Regions from separate parts of the Macaca mulatta genome. Here region 1 is linked to region 2. A link is a contact called in public Hi-C data. All regions are on one chromosome and are shown on one strand. Each heading gives the region's core, a stretch centred on a gene start, on an enhancer-like site or on the middle of the called end of the contact. The rest is flanking DNA. Distances are from core to core; before and after follow the strand shown. Region 1 holds the start of PRMT1 (protein arginine methyltransferase 1). Region 2 holds the start of PRRG2 (proline rich and Gla domain 2).

Evidence for each region. A called contact is a pair of places that touch in the nucleus more often than the background predicts.
Region 1: a contact with region 2 is called in a Hi-C map of CD4 T cells, with 4 times the contacts expected there. The contact joins the promoter of PRMT1 here to the promoter of PRRG2 in region 2. A contact is called at or near these places in 3 of 14 Hi-C or Micro-C datasets (CD4 T cells, cortical neurons and liver).

Annotation. Positions count from the first base shown.
Region 1 is chr19:62,129,633-62,133,952 of T2T-MMU8v2.0, reverse strand. PRMT1 (protein arginine methyltransferase 1) reads right to left here and starts at 3,065. Exons shown (of 9, transcript XM_077981014.1): 1 at 3,016-3,065. The coding sequence starts at 3,051.
Region 2 is chr19:62,026,477-62,030,501 of T2T-MMU8v2.0, reverse strand. PRRG2 (proline rich and Gla domain 2) reads right to left here and starts at 1,428. Exons shown (of 8, transcript XM_015124583.3): 1 at 1,373-1,428; 2 at 606-661. It also overlaps a transcript of NOSIP not described here.

The sequences.
Region 1 (4,320 bases), core at 1,816-4,315, 100 kb before region 2:
CAAAACCTAACAACCCCATTTTCCACTTCCAAGACCCCCACAGAGCACCATCCAGGGGAGCACCCCGATACCTCAGCCATGCCTACCATCTCTCCAGTCTCTCTGCCCCCGTCTCTAGCTCAGCCCACAGCTGGGGAGGGGAGGGGAAGGAAAATGGGGGCAGACACAGGGAAGGGCAAAGGGGGGTTGGAGGTGGAGTTAAGGAAGTAGCCGAGATACTGGGGGAGGCCAGCGGGGGCTGTGAACCTGGAGGGGTTGCTACTAAGTGTTTGGGGTCCTGCAGTAAACTGGTTTGAAGCAAGAGGGGTATGGTTAGACCTCAAGAAAGGGCCAGATGTGTGGCAAAATATATTGATGTGGAGGTCGGGGTGGGAAGGGGTCTCACAAAAGGATATTTACTTCTTCAAGAGGCGGCTGGAGGCTCATCCCATTAGCCAAGGTGGCTACAAAATTCTAGGAGAGAGTAACAGGGAGAAAGGATTAGCTACTGGGAGTGGCTGCGGGAGGGCTGGGCGCGGGGACCTGGGCTCTGGCGGGGTGGGGGGGGGTGGGGGGGGTGGGGTTTCCAGCAATTCTCCTTCTTGGCGGGGAGTGGTGGCAAAGAGGGCAAGTAATGAGGTGGGGTGTTTAAGAAAGGGATGGGAAAAGTGAGGGGAGAAGAAAGGGGGTCTCCTATCCCAGCTGTGGCTGGAGAGATGGTGGCCTGCCCCCTTGTTGCCCCTCTCTGGCCAGGCAGCTGACCACACACCTCCCCCATCCAGGCCAGGGGAACTGGCACCCACCCCCGCCAGCTGTCGCTCCCTCTCATCACCTAATCTCCCCCAGATTAGGTGACACTTCCTGACACACACACCCCTATCCCAGGGTGCCATGAATAGCAGGAGGGAACGAGGCTGGCAGGGTATGCCCACAGGGCATCTGCCACCTCTGCAAACCAGTCTCATGTCTGAGAGGATTCCAGAATAGAGGTGTGGCACACGGGCACTTCCCCAGAGCTAGTACCCCAGCCCCCAGCTCCTGCCTTGGACTCAGGAGCCCCAAACAAAACCAGCTGGAACCAACCCGCTCCCTTATGACCCTCTGCCCACGAAGGTAGGGTCCCATGGAGGATGGGCAGCTCCTGGACCCTCTTAAGAATGAGCGGGCTCCAGAAAGTGGCTTGGGGGCGCGGTGGCTCACACCTGTAATCCCAGCAGTTTGGGAGGCAGAGGCGGGTGGGTCACCTTAGGTCAGGAGTTTGAGACCGGCCTGACCAACATGGTGAATCCCCATCTCTACTAAAAATACAAAAATTAGCTGGGCCTGGTGGCGGGTGCCTGTCATCCCAGCTATTCAAGAGGCTGAGGCAGGAGAATCGCTTGAACCCAGGAAGCGGAGGTTGCAATGAGCCGAGATCAAGCCATTGCACTCCAGCCTTGGTGACAGATTAAGACTCCGTCTCAAAAAAAAAAAAAAAAAAAAAAAAAAAAAGTAGCTTGGGGAGTCAGCCCATCGCCCCCATTTCAGACACCCATCCCAGGTCCTGAAGACTTCCAGGTGCGGCCAAGCCTGAGGCCACCTCTGGGAAAGTTATTTCCTCCGCCCACAGAGCCCCAGGTGCAGGAGACAGCCAAGAGGGTGCGAAGTCATTACAGTGACCCCTGGGAGCTGCATCCTGACAGCTTACAGCTGACCTGCCCCCCCAGTCAATGCCATGGGTAAAGGGGTGGAAGGACAGAGGCCCCATCAGATTACATCTCTTCCAGATGTGACCACTCCAAGAAGGGCCACGTCACTGGCCATGACCTACTAGGCTCCAAACACCCTCCCCCCAGCTCTCCCAAGCCAGCGGGGATGCCTATAAGAAAGGTGCTGCGGGGGTTTCCCGCTGGGGCCCATTTATCACCACCACTGAAAACTACTGCCAGACAACCCCAGCCCGAAGGCTTAAAACGCAAGACTGAAACCTCCCCCACATGGCTGCACGAGAACCAAACCTCACTTGAAACCATTTCAGGCACCCACCCTCAGGACCCCGGGGCTCAGGACCCCTACACAGGGCTTCAGGAAGGGGGAGGTCATCTCCCGCCCTCACAAAGGCCCAGGAGAGAGAAAGCGCTCCAGCAGAGGGTAAAGCTCTCAGCCTACGTATTTCCCACAACTCCTTCCCAGCGGACGTACCCTCCTCCCTCCGCCCTCCAGGAAGAAATCCGACGGGAGGTGGGCTTCAGGACACGCCCCATGAAAAAGATGTCCCTCCCACACACCCAGAAATGGCCACAAGGGGGTGCACGGCGCCTATTAGTGGGAAAATCTCCATCTAGATGCCCCACCACCACCCAGAGGGAGGTCACAGGGGCATGCCCCATCCCCCAACACCTAAAGCCCTGGGTGAGGGGGAGAACTCTAGGAGGGGAAATGGGGTCAGGGGGGCCCCATTCTTGGTTTTCCTCCAGTCCCTAATCCAGAACGCACAAATCCAGGGCCGATATCCCAATAGATGCCCCTGGAGCTCGGAAGGAGGTTGTAAAAGGCACTGCTCCTCCCAAAAGACACTCTACATCGTGGAGGGCCCCAGGTCGATCCCACCCCACGACGTGTGCCCGGGTCCCTGGGTAGGAGGGCTGGGGGCCTCAGGAGGGTCGGACCCCCTCCCCGCCCCCCCGGGCGCCCCTCCCCGGCCGGGGGCGGGGCCTTTGTCCCGCACGTGGAGCCCGCCGGGCCACCGGACTCGGCACACCCCCTCCCCACCCACCGCGCCGCGGCCACGTGGGGGCCTGGCCGGAAGCGCCCCCAGCCCTCCTCCACGTGGGAGGGGGGATAAGACCCTCCGCTAGGCCGGATGCCGAAGGCCCTTGAAAGCTAGGGAGCCGTCACCTCAAACGATATCCCCGGATGTGGAGCGTGCGGCGCCCCCGTGTGCGGCGGGGGACCTCCAACCCCATGTCGCCAACTTAGAGCCCTTTCCCCACCACAGAGGCGTGAAACATCGACCCAAAGCCGACCCCCGCCCACGGCGGCGCTCCAAGCGCTCACCTCCATGATGCAGTTCGCGGCCTCGGCTGCCGCCATCTTCACCCGCAACTACTCCTCCTCCAGCCGCCAAGACCCCCCCTTTCTCCTCACTCCCCCGGGACCGCCTTATACCAGAGGGTCCACGGCCCGCCTACCGCGACCCCGCTGGAAGATTTCATTGGCAATGGAGGCGGCCCGTCTGAGAATACCGTCTGATAATTGGCTGGAGAATACGTCCATCATAGGTCAGGGGTTTGCCAACACTGGCGTCCAGAATCCCGCCCCCTCAAGTCGACCCGAGATGGGGAAAACTGCCCGTCTATTGCAAGAAGCGCGACTGGTGATTGGGCAAAATCCACGAGGAATGCCCGCCCCTTTACCCCCAGCACCGCCTCAAAGCTTCCCGGGGAGCCCCGCGCTAAAGGGGCGTCTTGAAACAACTGTCCATCACCAAAACGACCCGCCTCTTAATCGCTGCCATTGGTTTATCCGGAAGTGACGTCACGCGGCCTTTCACCCTCGCCAAGCGGCCAGTCTCAAGGAGAACACGACAATTGGCCCACGGGTGGGGAAGAAGGCGGGGCTTCAGGCACCAACGATTGGCTCAAAGGAACGATCACGCCTAGTCCACTCGGTGGATCCTCCCAACCCGGGGGGAGTCTCGAGGAAAAAGGGAGCTTGTGCTCATTACCTGGGAGAAAAACTGAATCAGTGAGAGGCCCAGAGAGAGGAATGGCATCGCTGGGGTCCCCAAGCAAGTGAGGAATAGGAGTCCGCAGTCAACACATTAAATCCCTAGCCTTTGACATAATCATTCAAAGTTTTTAAAACCCATCAACCCCTCTCAAGGTACTTGGTTTTTGCCGAGTCCCTCCCCCTGCCAGGACCGCCCACCTCTCTTTGTCTTGTCAGCTTCTAAACGAGAATCAGAGCGCAGCTTAGGCACCACTTCCTCCGGGAAGCTTTGCTTGATTTGCAGGAAAAGTTCCTAGTTGAATGAGGCTGAATGCAAAGGGCCGAATGCGTGGGTCCTGCCCCTCCTCTCTCTGATCCCTCTGCTTCCCTCCGCTCACACTCCTCTCCAATCCCGGAATGAGCTCGCTCTTTGGTTTCTGGGCCTCGGTGCAGGCTATACTCTCTGGCGTGCCGCTGGCAAACGCCTGAGACTTAAAAATTTCCGATAGGATTCGGGCGCAGTGGCTCACGCCTGTAATCCCAGCACTTTGGGAGGCGGAGGCGGGCGGATCACTTGAAGTCAGGAGTTCGACACCAGTCTGGCCAACATGGTGAAACGCCCATTTCTATTAAAAATACAAAAATTGGCCG
Region 2 (4,025 bases), core at 179-2,678:
TTTACATTTTTAGTACAGACAGGGTTTCACCATGTTGGCCAGTCTGGTCTCAAACTCCTGTCCTCAAGTGATCCACCTGCTTCAGCCTCCCAAAGTGCTGGGATTACAGGTGTGAGCCACTGCGCCCGACCAGGAGTCCTATTATTGTCCCCAATATAGAGAAAAGGAAACTGAGGCACAGAGAGGTAAAATAGCTTGCCAAAGTTCACACAGTGTGCAAGTGTGAGAGCCAGGATTTCAGTGAAGGCAGTGTCCGCCAGAGAAGAGAGCAGAGAGCAGGCAGCTTATCTTTTTTCCCCATTGTGTCTACAGCACCTGACACAGATGCTCATAAACATGTCCACTGGTGATCTGGAGTCTTCCCTTCCTGGTAATTTCCACTTGTGCCTCTCTCTGTGCTCATTGTCACATCCACCCACAGACAACAAAGATTACAAGAGAGGCAGAGGCAGAGGATTAGTTGTATTATCGGGTCTAGGGACCTAGGGGGCAGGGGCCTTGGACTCCTGGGCCTAGGAGCCCCAAACTTCTGGGTCTCGGAGGGGCGGGAAGCCAGGATGCCTGGGTCCCCAAGCCAGGCTCTTCCTCCAGGGACATTCACTTACCTGCCCAGAAATGTGAGCACTGCCCCTTCCTCTTTAATGGAGACCTCCTTAGCCAGCTGTGAAGAGGGACAGGGAAGAGGGGAGGGGATAAGGAGGAGGGTGCCCCACTCCCGGTAACCAAGCCTGATCCCGGTTTCTGGCAGGGGGGCGGAACTTGCCATTACCTGCCCTGGGCGGGACTCAGGTAAGGGACAAAGTATTTAAAGGGACCTTGGGATAAAGGACTTAAAGTCCGGAGATCCATGGGGAAGCCAAGGTGTCGAATACCATGGGGCACTTGGGGGATTGGATTCGACCCTCCTCCTCCCTCTCGCCCCCTACCCGCTCTGGCTGTACCCTGGAAGTTCGCCTGGCCGAGCTAGAAAAATTAATGTCTGGGTCCCTAGATACCTAGAAACTAGCGGGGACGATATGCCTTAGTCCCTGGGACAGCTGGGCAGTGCCGCAGTAAATCCCTGTTTCCTGAGGGCGACTTGAACGGCTTTGACTTTCAATTTCCCAATGGCTCTGTCTGTAAAATGGGAGCGCAGTTGTCCCTTCTCAATTGAGTTTTAAGATGCAGCAAGAAGAGTGGATGATATATTTGGGGAAGTGGGCTTCCCGATCTCTAGGGGAAGTGATTAGTCCTTAAATTTGGGCTTGGAGGGACTCAAAGCCTGGGAATCAAGCAGGAAAAAACGATCTCCCTGGGAAATGCCTAGTACATAGTAAGCGTTCTCCATATTCCCACCAGGTTCAATATCCGGAACCTTCTATTTGCCACTCACGTTTCCGAAGGGAGAAAGAGAAGAGAGGACTTGAGCAAGCCAGGCGAGGCACTTCCGCAACTAGGGGCAGCTCTACTTCCGATGCCTTCTACTGGGCGGAAGTGGGCGGAGCGGAGGGGGAAAATAGTGCTCCTTTCCGGTGTCGGGGCACAGTTGAAGAAGCGACCGAGGGACCGGGAGTCGTTCGGGAGGTAAGTTCGAGGCGGTGCAGGAAGGGTGTTGCTGGGATCGCTTTCCTGCGGGCTAGAGATCTGGGGTCCTGAGGGAGACTGGGGCAAGATTTTGGATTCCCGATTCCCTGTCAATCATTATTAATAGAGCTGTCCGGGCGCCCCAAGTTTGAAGCTGAACTACACTCTCCTGGAGGTGGCCAACCGTCCATCGGGCAGTTCTCTCTCCTTCTGTGTCTCTCACTCTCACTCACTCACTCTCACTCTCTCTCACAATAAACTCAGCGAAGTGGTAGCCAGCATCGGCCAGTTCTCCTGAGAGTTACAGTTCCGCTGTAGATGATGGCGATTTGCTGGTGGTCCCAAGGGAAGGAGTGGACTGGGATTGCTGGCGGTCTAAGCAGTGGGAGTTGAGGAAAGATAACTCCTTTCCTGGCCTCAGTTTCTCAGACTGTGGTGGGACGGCGGGCGATACCAGATTGTGCAGTCGTCCATCGCCACCTTCTCTTCACGTTTTTGATAGCCCCTTCCCTCTCGGGGTTGGTGCAGGGATTCACCTTTTCCTGTGTGGAGCTTCGGGGTCAGGCAGTCGTGGATTCGCATTCTGATTGTGCTGCTAATTCTGTGAACTTGGGGCTTGAAGGGTCCTTGAGACAGTTTGATGTTAATGTTTTCTTATGAAAATGTTCAAACTTACATAAAACTGAGAGAAGAATACAGGAATTTCTGTCACCCAAATCTACCAATTATTATTTTTGCCATACTTGCTGTGTTTTTTTTTTTAACCATAAAGAGATTAAAACAAATCCTCGGCATCTCGACACTTAAGGATTGTCAAAAGACAAAATTACAACACATGTAGTGAGAAGATCTTAATTGGCATTTATTTGTGGATCTACAATCGAACAACATCTAATTATGGAAAATAGCATGAGTGTTCCGATGAGCTGAGCAGAGGAGGAGGTTGTTTTCAGAGACAAAGGGCTGAGAAAGTCAGAAACTGAAAACAAAAAGCTAGTTGGTTAAATTGATTAACTTGATTAAATTTCTAAGTTAAAGGTTAAAGTAGAGGGGACTTCCTTTATCAGGTGGGCTAAAACTGGGCTGTTTGGGGATTTGGCTATTATCTCTCTCCCGATGTCTCAGAAGATCGGGTATCAACTTAGTTTTGGCTTGGAAGCATGGAACTTTAGCATGAGTGACTCCATTTTGGTTTGGTTCGTTGAACCTAGTGCAGGAGCTCAGTCCTAACCAATGACCTTCTATAAATTTTATTTAACAGGGTGCGCGTGTGAAAACCAGAAACATTGCTAATATGACCACAATACCATTATCACACTTTACAAGAACAACTGTAATTCTAGACTACTATCCATTACGTGGTGCAGAGTCAAGTCCAGTGTAACTGTGGGTTTGTTGCAATCAGGATATAGTGTTTTTTGCTATTGTGTTTTACATCTCTCTTAATTTAGAACTGTTCCGGCTGGGCGTGGTGGCTCATGTCTGTAATCCGAGTACTTTGGGGGGCCCAGGCAGGCGGATCACGAGGTCAGGAGATCGAGACCATCCTTGCTAACATGGTGAAACCCTGTCTCTACTAAAAATACAAAAAATTAGCCGGGCGTGGCCGGGCGCGGTGGCTCAAGCCTGTAATCCCAGCACTTTGGGAGGCCGAGACGGGCGGATCACGAGGTCAGGAGATCGAGACCATCCTGGGTAACACAGTGAAACCCCGTCTCTACTAAAAATACAAAAACTTAGCCGGGCGAGGTGGCAGGCGCCTGTAGTCCCAGCTACTCGGGAGGCTGAGGCAGGAGAATGGCGTGAACCCGGGAGGCGGAGCTTGCAGTGAGCTGAGATCCGGCCACTGCACTCCAGCCTGGGTGACAGAGCGAGACTCCGTCTCAAAAAAAAAAAAAAAAAAAAAAATTAGCCGGGCGTGATGGCGGGCTCCTGTAGACCCAGCTACTCGGGAGGCTGAAGCAGAAGAATGGCGTGAACCCGGGAGGCGGAGGTTGCAGTGAGCGGAGATCGTGCCACTGCACTCCAGCCTGGGCGACAGGGCGAGACTCCGTATCAAAAAAAAAAAAAATACAAGATCTCGCTGTGTTGCCCAGGCTGGTCTCAAACTCCTGGGCTTAAGCAATCCTCCTGCCTTGGCCTCCCAAAGTGCTATGCTAAGATTGCAAGTGGGAGCCATTGAGCCTGGCCTCATTTTACTTGTTTCTTCATGCCAGGGATCAGCTAATTACATTCTACAGACCAAACCCAAATCCTGCCAGCTACCTGTTTTAAAAATCAGCATTGGCCAGGCGCAGTGGCTCATGCCTGTAATCCTGGCACTTTGGGAGGCAGAGGCAGGTGGATCACTTGAGGTCAGGAGTTCGAGACCAGCCTGGCCAACATGGTGAAACCCCATCTCTACTAAAAATACAAACATTGGCCGGTTGTGGTGACTGGTGCATATAATCCCAGCTATTCAG